Regions from separate parts of the Capra hircus genome. Here region 1 is linked to region 2. A link is a contact called in public Hi-C data. All regions are on one chromosome and are shown on one strand. The core of a region is the stretch at or near the end of the contact, and the rest is flanking DNA. Distances in the headings are between cores, read along the strand shown.

Region 1 (5,148 bases), core at 286-2,785, 96 kb before region 2:
GCCTGTCACAGAGGAGGCAGGAAGGGTAATGCCTTCTGGCATTTTAAAGTCAATTCTCATGAATCACAACAGAGTCTTGGGATCTAAGACCAATCCCCTCCCTAGCTTGCTCTGTGACCAGGAACAAACCATCAGTTATAGCTGCAGAGGGCAAGGATCCTAGCAGTTATCTGCCACCAAGGCTACAAACTGGTCGAGTTCTTACAGTGCTTTTATAAACTTAAATTAATTGTGGATGTTTTTAAAAAAAAAAAAAAAAAAAAAACGAGGTTTCACTTAAATATCTGAACACCTGGCTTCTCTTGAAATTTCAGAATTTTAGCAATAGCAACATGGGGCCCATTGCTGCCGGCCCCCAGGGGCTGGGGCTGAACAGCAGCTGCCCAATTTAGACGGGGTGCTGGCCCCCAGCTCACTACACTCCCTGCCCTCCGGCTCCCTACGCAGCTATGTTACCCACCTGACCCCCAGGGGAATTCCTGTTGGTGCTTCCCAAAGAAGTCCAGCCTGCTCCAGAGACAAGTGAGGAAACTGAGGCCCAAATAAGGGGCAGCCAAGCCCAAGGCCACACTGTGAGCCAATGGCCAAGCTGAAGCTAGAACCAGGGTCCCCAACCCCTGGACTGGTGGCATTGCCACCCTGCTGGCTCCCAGCCCTCTCCCAGGGCTTCCTGAGAACAAGTGGGAAAGAACCCCCAGAGAGCAGCCCACTTGACAAGGTGGGGCTGGAAACCCCCAGACATAGTCATCCATTACCACTTAGGATCATCCCACTGGTGGGGGGTTGGGGGGGGGTTGGCGGCAGATTCCTTATAGCTAGCAAATCAAACTGAGCTCTTGGTTGCAAATTTACATAGTTAGAGACCAGCTAGTAGATAGCATGTTACCAGCAGGACAGGTGGGCAGGTCTACCTGAAGAGTGGGGACAGAGGGGCCTCAGCTGAGCTGACAGAATCCCAGAAGGCAGGCCACTGTGATCCCTCTTCCAGATTCCCAAGAGAAGCCAGAAATCTGGACTTTTTTAAGGCAAACTTCCCTGATGTTGAAGTGTTGCCACCTAATTCAAATCTGGTTGAATCCCCTCTGGAGAGACAGGGGGGGGCAAAAAAGATACTGCAAAGGCCAAACAAACTTGATTTTTTTTTAAATCCAAATAAATTTTCAAATATTTAAAATACTACGAATGGGCCAAACAAAATACATAAGGAGGCCACATACAGCTTGCAGGCCAACATTTGTGATCTTTGATTTCTACAAACACAGGATAGGAAATCCAGAAGGGGGTTTAATAAGAAATAATCATTTGTTTCTCTTTGACCTTTGAGACTTTCGTGACCTAGAGGATAACAGAGTTCTCTCCTTTTCCTAAGTCACAGCCTAGTCTAACTTAGGCAAGTCGTAGCACCAACACTAGGGAGGAGGGAGGGCTTTCGGTTATACTGAGACTCTGCCTGTGGGCTGCAGAGCCCACCAAGTCAGCAGGAAGTGGGAAATGGAGAAGGGGCCCCCCTGGCCCACACCCTCCCGAGCCGCCATCGCCACACCAGGTACTCACCAACAGCCGCAGGACCTAACTCTTGGCTCTCTGTGCCCAGCCTCCTCTGCCTGCGGCCTCCCCTGTGCCCAGGGACTAAGGGCATCCAGTGCACCCCACCCCCTACCCCCACCCAGTCCCCACCACCACTCCTTCCCAGCATTTCCAGAGAATGACCCCTCCCAGCTCCCAGATGGAAACTTTGATGCCCATCTAGCTGCCTGGGACCTCCGCCTCTTAGCATCAGGCCTAGAGAGTGTGCTGACCAGGCCATATGTGGGTTGGCCCTTCCTTGAATCTGGAAGGGAAGAGGGATGGGGTGTGCCCACTGCCATGGCCCCTGGGGAGAGAACTGCCCATCCCTCCATCCTCCCCAGGGAAGCGCTTGGCTGGGAGTAAGAAAAGGGCAGTCTGAAGTGAGGGAAGTCACAGCCCTGCTAGTCCTGATGCTATCTCGAGACCTCCGCATGGACCTGGAGACCCTATCAGGCTAGCAAAGCAGGTCCAGGCTTCAGTCCGTGGGGCAATGCTTTGAAAAAACATGTGAGGCTAAATTGGCATTGGAGTATTTTCTTTGGGAGCAGGAGATTCCCGAGTGGTTGAAAATATCAGGCCATCCTTCCAGGGAGGTGCGGCAAGACTGACTGCAGGGCCCCCGGCTGCCCTGTCTGAGCAGCCAGCCAGGGCCAGTGGTTCTGGGGAAAGGAGGCCTCTGTCAGACCAAGGCTAGGAATGATCTCAAGAGCAGCTGAAGCCTCTCCCTGCCCACTGGAGCCCCAGGCATGCCTGCAGGCCTCACTTTGGACATATCTCTGCAAGCTCAGTCTAGAACCTTCTTTCTTCATTCAGAGCTCCAAGAGCAGGGCCTGCTGTGATCAGAGGGGACTGACCTCAGCACATCTTTTTGGGTGGCCTGAGACTAACCACTGCTGCTACCTGGGCCTAGGTTCCACTCGCTACGAAAGCAGAGGGATTCCCCATGTCTGAGCACATGCGCACATCCTCCCCACAGAACCCCAGGCAGCGTGCTGCCCCACTTCCCTGCAGGCCCCAGCACTGACCTCACAGCCAGCCCTCGGCAGTCTGCAGCTGGGCGAGAGGTCTTCTCAGCTGTTCAAGGGAGGTCCCGGGAGCACTGGTCGGCTCTGTGACCCCCACCTGCCCTGGGCTCTGCCTGTGTCCCTCAGCCAGCCAGGCAGAGTGGCCCTCACCCCTCACTCTCCAGTTAGACCTGGCTTTGTCTGGAAGAGTCTGGGCCCTCCCTGGGGGGAGGGGAAAGCCAGGAAGGTCGAGATGGCAACTGGGCTGGGAAGAGGGAGCCTCATGGAGGAGTTGGGCGCTCTGAGCCTTCCCACGGCCTTCACTGGCTGGTCTCCTTGGAGCCCTCTGGAGGGGCGGGGGCCCTTGGGGGGAACGCAGAGGGGAGGGTCTCTCTGATTCTGTACCCGAGGCTCTCACCTTCCCCTGCTGGACGTTTGAATGGTATGGTCGGGGGCAGCCAGCGGGTTGCTATTCAGTGCCTGCCAGCCTCCAGGTTACCGGGGAGAGGGGCTACAAGCCACGCGGTGGGAGGGGACCGGGCAGAGAGATGGACCCTGGCAGCCCCCAGGCCCCCCTCCCCTTAGCTTCCCAGAAGAGCACCTTCCTTTTGAGGGTATCTGGCTGTAGAAGTGAGGGGGAGAGGCATTTTCAAGTCAGAGAAATCACAGGGCAGAACATAGAGGATTGAGACTTCTAGGGCTTCACTCCTTGTAGTTTGAGGGAGCCCTTGGAGACCCCCAGGCGGTGGCTACACGCAGGCACGCACATACACACGTGCACACATACACTCCCCACCCCGTCCCCCCCACTCCCAGCCTCCTCTCCTCCTGGAGGCCAGCACTTCCCTGGCAACCAGCCTGCTTAGAAGCCTAAGTCTTCAGCAGCTTTCCCATCAAGGACCCCCAAGCTCCCAGATAGGGGGAGTTGTGACTCTGCCCAAGACCTGAGCCTGGGGTCCACCTGCTTTTCGGGGAGCCTGTTTTTTTGACAAGTAGCTCAGATGGTAAAGAATGTGCCTGCCAATGAAGGAGACCTGAGTTTGGTCCCTGGGTCGGGAAGATCCCCTGGAGAAGGGAATGGCTACCCACTCCAGTACTCTTGCCTGGGAATCCCATGGTCAGATGAGCCTGGTGGGCTGCAGTCCATGGGGTCACAAAGAGTCGAACATGACTCAGCGACTAACACTTTCACTTCCTGCCCTTTGCCCTTGACAACAGAGAAGCATCCTCTGCATAGTCCCAAGTGGGTAGGATTATGAGCGTCCGTTAGGTGACTGAGGGGTCGTCTCATCCAGCCCTGTCTTCCAGATAATGAAACTGAGATCTGAAGCGGTGCAGCCTGGCCAGGGTCCCCCACCTAACTAGTGGTGGGGACTTGGTGTTTTCCTGAAAAGGCTGGGCAGGCGTGGCACCGGCATCTGGCACCCTGAGCCACATCAGCCTAAAGATGTCCCCAGTGCTCAGTGGGCCTGCTGGATGCCTGTAGCTTACACCTCGCTGCCGAGGTCCAGCCTCAGCAGAGTCCAGGGATATCCTCAGGATGGACGACGTCGGCGAATGAAGAAAGATAGATAAAGAGATAAAGAAAGACACACGGGGTGACCAAGCTTCTTCGAGCGAGGCCCATTTACTTTATTCTTCTTGGGGCTTTTATACCCTGAGTTATACATACAGCAAGGTGAAAAATGCAGAGTCAACTCACCACTCCATCAGTAATAACTTTTATCGATATCAGGTTCCTTCCTGCAAAAGTCTTTTTTTGTACATCATCTTCTATTCTGGAGGCCTGTTGATATTCCATGACCTCCTTTTGATAAAGGTTGGTCAGCTGGGACACCAGAACAATGATTTTCCCTTTAAGTGTTTCTTCTTAAATTCTTAGCCTGCATCACCCTTAAAGTACAGAGTTACATTTTTATGGAGCAAAGATTCAGAGGGTTACAGCAAAGAAAGAACTTATTAACTCAAAGTCTAATGTTGCTAATGCTAAGGCTATTACTTGCTTCTTCTACATCCTGACTATATGCACTCCCAGGAACACAATGGATAAGGGATGTGAGAACTTGGCAGCAAGCATTGCATAGGCTCAACAATGTTGCAAGAGTCTGGATAAAGCCACCAAGTAAGCTAACAAGGGGAATACTAACAAGGGGTTTGGAACACTCCTTTCATGCCCAGGAGATTTATCAACAAGTTAACTCTTTTGGTCAGAGACAGACCCCTACTAATGTCAGAAGAGCTGGTGAAAGACGTAAAATAATAAGACAGATTCTGGTTTGGGGGTAGATGCTCGAGTAAGTTCAGGGGGTCCCTTGAGTCCTGATCTCACCTTTGCCTATCAGGCCTCTTCCTCATGACCTTTGCCATGGGTGGGATTCTCCACGCTGGCTCCCAGCACCTCGCCCTTCGGTGAACCTTTCACTTTCTCTTCCTATGCTGACAGCGCACCTCACCTGTGGCCTCCATTTTTCTTAAATGGCTGGAGGCAAAACTCCCCAGGTGGCACAGGCTGCCAGGAAAGGGAGGCATCCAGGAAGTCCCACCACGGACAGCAACACCCAAGGGTGTCCACTGG
Region 2 (5,308 bases), core at 2,288-4,787:
CTTCATGGCCTGTAGGTCTGGACGAAATAGGGTCTGTGGGGGTACCACAGGGTATAGGTGGCCAGTCAGCCACATCAGTCCTTCTATTCACCCATCCAGCTATCCACCTGTCCATCTCTATACCTACCCACCCACTTTCTTCTCTTCTTCCCACCTCCTCATCCATCCACCCATGCATCCATTCATTCATCTTCATTCATTCGTCTGCCCATCCATCTCCCCGTTCGCCTTTCCATATATCCTCCTATCTTTCCATTTGTGCACCTCACTCTCCCCTGCATCAGGCATTGTACTAGGTAGGAACTGGGGAGCCAGAATTCAAAAGGCACACTTCAGCCTAAAAGTGTGCATGGTTGCTTGTGCATCTGCCTGTGTGGAGAGCTGAGCATCTCTGGGTTAGGTTCCAGAAGGTGTCCCAGTGGGTGTCCCAATCAAACCTCCAGCTCCAGCCCCTTCCCTGCACTTTGCTGCCCACAGCAATCAATTCAGGTTCTTTGACCTGGCTTTCTAGGCTCATCAGCTCCTCCTTCTAATCCCACTTTCTGGTTCCACAGCCCTTTTTACCCTTAAGGGCACGGCTCCCACTCAGGCTTAACTACTCACCATTCCTTCAGCCTGCTTCACACCATCCTGCCTGGGCCTTGGATCCCTTTGTGTTCACTTCCTGGAACACCATCCTGACCTTCATCTCTGCCTTCAGGATGCTCCCCTCACCACCCTCTAAGGTCTAGTTCACATGCCGCCACCTCCAGCCACACCACCGGACAACATCGCTTTGTCCTCCAAGTTCCCACTGCTCTTAAACTAATAAGCAGCTTGCTACAGGTCACAAAGCTACAGAGTGGCAGACGCTGAACCCAGATCTAAGTCTCTGAATCCAGTCTTTTAAGAGAAGACTGTGCCGTACCACCGCCGGTCATCTCTCTGATGTGGTTGTGAAATTCCAAGGCGCATGTGTTATGTGTGAGAAACAGACACGGGGGTGCTCAGAAGTGCTCCACAGCCTCCCAGCGTGGGATGGCAGGGTCCAGCTTGTCATCCTTGGGCCAGTGCAGCCCAAGTTGTGTTTTTAGTATGCCACGTGTTTAAATAAAACAGAATTCTCTAGAGAAAGTGCACCAGCCATGGGCTCTCCCTGCAGGGAGCGTGGATGGCATCCTGCGCACCTTCGACCTCTTCATGGCCTACAGCCCTGGTTACTTTGTGGTGGACATCGTGGCCCGGGACTTGGCGGGCCACAATGACACAGCTGTCATCGGCATCTACATCCTGAGGGACGACCAGCGGGTCAAGATTGTCATTAACGAGATCCCCGACCGTGTGCGTGGCTTTGAGGAGGAGTTCATCCGCCTGCTCTCCAACATCACCGGTGCTATCGTCAACACCGATGACGTGCAGGTACCCTGAGGAACTTGCTCTGGGTCTAGGGGCAATGGAGCAAGAAGAGGGGCCAGGACAGGGACAGAGTAGTGCAGAGAGATTGGGGTGTATGAAAGGGATCAGTCATTTCTTAGCTGCCTGAGCATGGTCCTTCTAGCTCTCTGGGCCTGTTTCCCCCTCTATAAACTGGGGCTAATAATAGTGTCTGGCCCAGTGCAGTTCAGTGGTCAGCCTCGAGCTTGACCCTTGGTGAGCATTCAGTAGTGCTGGGGTTTGGGCAGGGCAGGGCAGGAGGGGCTGCTGGAAGAGGCCTGCCCCTCACATGCCTTGCTCCTGCCACGCCTCCCATGATGCCCTTCTCACCCAGTTCCACGTGGACAAGAAGGGCCGGGTGAACTTTGCACAGACGGAGCTGCTCATCCACGTGGTGAACCGCGATACCAACCGCATCCTGGATGTGGACCGGTGGGTGTGCGTCTGTGCTCAGCTGTCTGCTCCCTGCCCTGGAGTTGGGTCTGTCAGCCTGCCCTGACCCTGGAGTTTGGGAGCAGGGTAACACCATCATGCCTGCTGTATGGGAGGCTCTCACCCAGGGGTGGGCAGGGCAGGTAGAGAGAAGGTGTATGAACAGAGATCCACCCCCTGAGCCTTACTCTTCCCATGTGTGAAATGGGACTATTACAGCAATTGTGAGGATCAAACAGGATCTTATGTGAAGGGATGGTGAAGCTGTAAAATACAAGGTTATCTAAGCTGGGTGGGCCTGAATCTCACAAGGCTTGGTGGGGGGTGAATTTGGGGGCAGACTGGCCTGAGTGGGACGAGCTCTCGAGGAATGGCTGATGCCTCTGCCCCCTCGCCCAGGGTGATCCAGATGATCGACGAAAACAAGGAGCAACTAAGGAATCTGTTCCGGAACTACAACGTCCTGGACGTGCAGCCCGCCATCTCTGTCCGCCTGCCCGATGACATGTCCGCCCTGCAGGTACCCCAGGTGACACCTACCCCCACAGTCCCCGTGCTGCCCTGGGTGCTCTCACCCACTCAGGCCCGACCCTGCTCCCCTAGATGGCGATCATTGTCCTGGCCATTCTCCTCTTCCTGGCTGCCATGCTCTTCATCCTCATGAACTGGTACTACAGGACCGTGTGAGTGACCCCTACTGCCCTGCCCTGAGACAGGCTGACTGCAGACAGTCACGGAGGCAGGCAGGGCCATTAGGCCCTAAGGTGCCAGTCCAGCCCCAGCTTCCTTCACCAGCCCCTCTGCTTCTTTCTAGACACAAGAGGAAGCTCAAAGCCATTGTGGCTGGCTCTGCAGGTAAGAGAGGGCTGTGATGGGTGGGGAGATAGGAGGGGCCCCTGAGGGCCTAGAGTGACCGCCAGGGCCTCACAAGGCTGGCTCAGGCCCAGCTCCCCAGCCCCAGCAGGGTGTACCCCTCTACCTCACACCCCAACCCTTCTCCTACAGGGAATCGTGGCTTCATTGACATCATGGACATGCCCAACACCAACAAGTATTCCTTCGATGGGTGAGTGGGGTCCCTGAACCCTGCTGGGTGCACTTTAGGGAAACTCCATCCCCACCCTGGACCAAACTGGGGTAAAGTCTCTACTGCCTCTCAGGCCCTGAGGGCATCATGGACTGGCTGAAACCTGGAGTGTGGGTGCCCCCTGCTGGCCCAAACACCCCTCTCTCCACCCTGACTTGGGCTCCCCAACCTGATTGGGCCTCAAGTTCCAGGGAGGCATGGGTAGCGGGTGCAAGAGGAGGCCTCCACACCAAAGCCAATCCAGATGGGGATGTTGTCCTGGTTCTTGTGGGATCTTTGAGGGGAGGATGCACCCACAGGTAAGGGGCATTTCTTACCACCCTCAACCCCCAGTCCTGTGACAAGATATTGCCGAGGAAACGGTGGGGGCCCATTTCCCTCAGGCATCAAGTGTCCATCCACTCCAGCCTTCCTCTCTCAGCCTTCCCCCAACCCCACTCCATCTGCAGGGCCAACCCTGTGTGGCTGGATCCTTTCTGCCGGAACCTGGAGCTGGCCGCCCAGGCTGAGCACGAGGATGACCTGCCAGAGAACCTGAGTGAGGTCGCTGACCTGTGGAACAGCCCCACCCGCACCCATGTGAGCCTGGGCCAGAGCGGGCGGGGACATGCGCGTGTGCACACATGGACACGTGTGTGTACGCATGTGTGTACACGTGTGCGTGCCGTCTACTCCTGCTCCAGCTAACGCCTCCTCTCCCCAGGGAACTTTCGGGCGAGAACCAGCAGCGGTCAAGCCTGACGATGAGCGGTACCTGCGGGCTGCCATCCAGGAGTATGATAACATTGCCAAGCTGGGCCAGATCATTCGGGAGGGGCCCATCAAGGTGAGTCGTCCTAGCAGCCTCCTGCACCCAGACCCCTGGCTGGGCTTGGACTCCAGGGGATGCAGGGACGGGAAGGGTCCTGGGAAACAGCTTCCTCCACCTCTGGGGCCTCAGCTAGACCCGCCCTCTGGGGGTCAAGAACAGAGAGCAGCCCTGGGCTGATGAGCTGCTTCAGCCCCAGTGGCCTCAAGGCCAGGACTCCGGTGACAATGGGTCCAGCTGGCCACTGTCAGCAGGCTCTGCTCCCACCCTCTACCCTAGGATCAGACGCCCAGAGTCACCTTCCATTACCCCCACCTGTCAGGGGAGAGAGTAGGGGGTGGGGCAGGAAGGGGAGGGCCTTGGTGGGGGTTAACCCTCTCCCTCCCCCAGGGCTCGCTGCTGAAGGTGGTCCTGGAGGATTACCTGCGGCTCAAAAAGCTCTTTGCACAGCGGATGGTGCAAAAAGCCTCCTCCTGCCACTCCTCCATCTCCGAGGTAGCGGGTGGGCTGGGAGCTGTGTGCTGTGCCCCAGCCCTGGGGGTGCTCTCTCCCTCCCTCTCTTTCATCCTCCTCGGAGTCTCTGAGATGCAGCTAGGACCCAAGACTGCAGTGGGTGGGGGTCCAGGGCGTCAAGACAGTTGGGTTCTGCTCTCTGGACTCTGCAGTGGGCTTTCCCAGGGATGGGTGGGTGCTGAAGCAGTGTTTCTCAGATCTGAGAAACCCCAAGAAGGTATCCTTGAGAGAGGATGTCAATTTTAGAAACTGACTGCAGTGCCATGCCAATCACTTTAAACAGTCAGACTTTATCTAAAAGATTCAGATTTCCAGCTGGGCCAATATTCCCCACTGCCAGAGGTGAAAACAGAAACGCTCCATTCAGGACAGAAGCACCATTCGCTATCTCTGCTGGACCTTACCAGTCCCCTCCAGGTTCCACTGTGGACACTTCCCACCTGCCACAGTGAGAGCTGATCCTGCTTGAGGCCAGCCCACTAACAAGCCCAGGTTCCACAGTTGCAGTCACAGGATCTTCATAGGCCTCAGAGTGAATACAGGAACTTACACAGATTCTCACAGGAACCCCATGCTCTGCAGAAACACACCTGCATCACCAGACGCATCTATGGTTCTCCTTTGTACCCAGTTTGAGCAACATGGTCATAGGCTGCGCAGGCTTCTGTGACACAAGCCCCAGGGTTCCTTGTGTGCGGTAGGGAGAAAACAAGCCCGTAGCAGGTAGGACTCTGGGGCCATCGACCTGCACACGGGCAGGCCCTGAGCATATGGGGGTCCCGGCCTCTTGCAGCTGATCCAGACCGAGCTGGAAGAGGAGCCAGGGGAGCGCAGCCCTGGCCAGGGCAGCCTGCGTTTCTGCCACAAGCCGCCTACCGAGCTCAGAGGGCCAGACGGGATCCATGTGATGCACGGGAGCACGGGCACGCTGCTGGCCACTGACCTCAACAGCCTGCCCGAGGATGACCAGAAGGGCCTGGGCCGCTCCCTGGAGACACTGACGACAGCCGAGGCCAGCACCTTCGAGCGCAACGCCCGCACAGAGTCCGCCAAAT

The links. Hi-C and Micro-C count contacts between places; a contact is called where the count stands out from the background.
Region 1: a contact with region 2 is called in a Hi-C map of blood, with 2.9 times the contacts expected there. The contact joins the promoter of C28H10orf105 here to the enhancer-like site in region 2. A contact is called at or near these places in 3 of 5 Hi-C or Micro-C datasets (all in blood).

The regions. Positions count from the first base shown.
Region 1 is chr28:17,754,363-17,759,510 of ARS1.2, reverse strand. C28H10orf105 reads right to left here and starts at 1,535. Exons shown (of 2, transcript XM_018042150.1): 1 at 1,520-1,535. The coding sequence starts at 1,535. The region is part of intron 27 of CDH23 (cadherin-23); the gene reads left to right.
Region 2 is chr28:17,659,925-17,665,232 of ARS1.2, reverse strand. It overlaps CDH23 (cadherin-23), which reads left to right. Exons shown (of 69, transcript XM_018042178.1): 60 at 1,142-1,398; 61 at 1,748-1,845; 62 at 2,245-2,365; 63 at 2,449-2,528; 64 at 2,660-2,700; 65 at 2,851-2,911; 66 at 3,382-3,511; 67 at 3,636-3,758; 68 at 4,131-4,235; 69 at 5,047-5,308. Among named protein-coding and RNA genes, the nearest start is that of PSAP, 37 kb to the right of the region's middle. Within about 2 kb of position 3,537, at least 1 of the 5 cell types and tissues checked has an H3K27ac peak or open chromatin away from gene starts, as enhancers often do.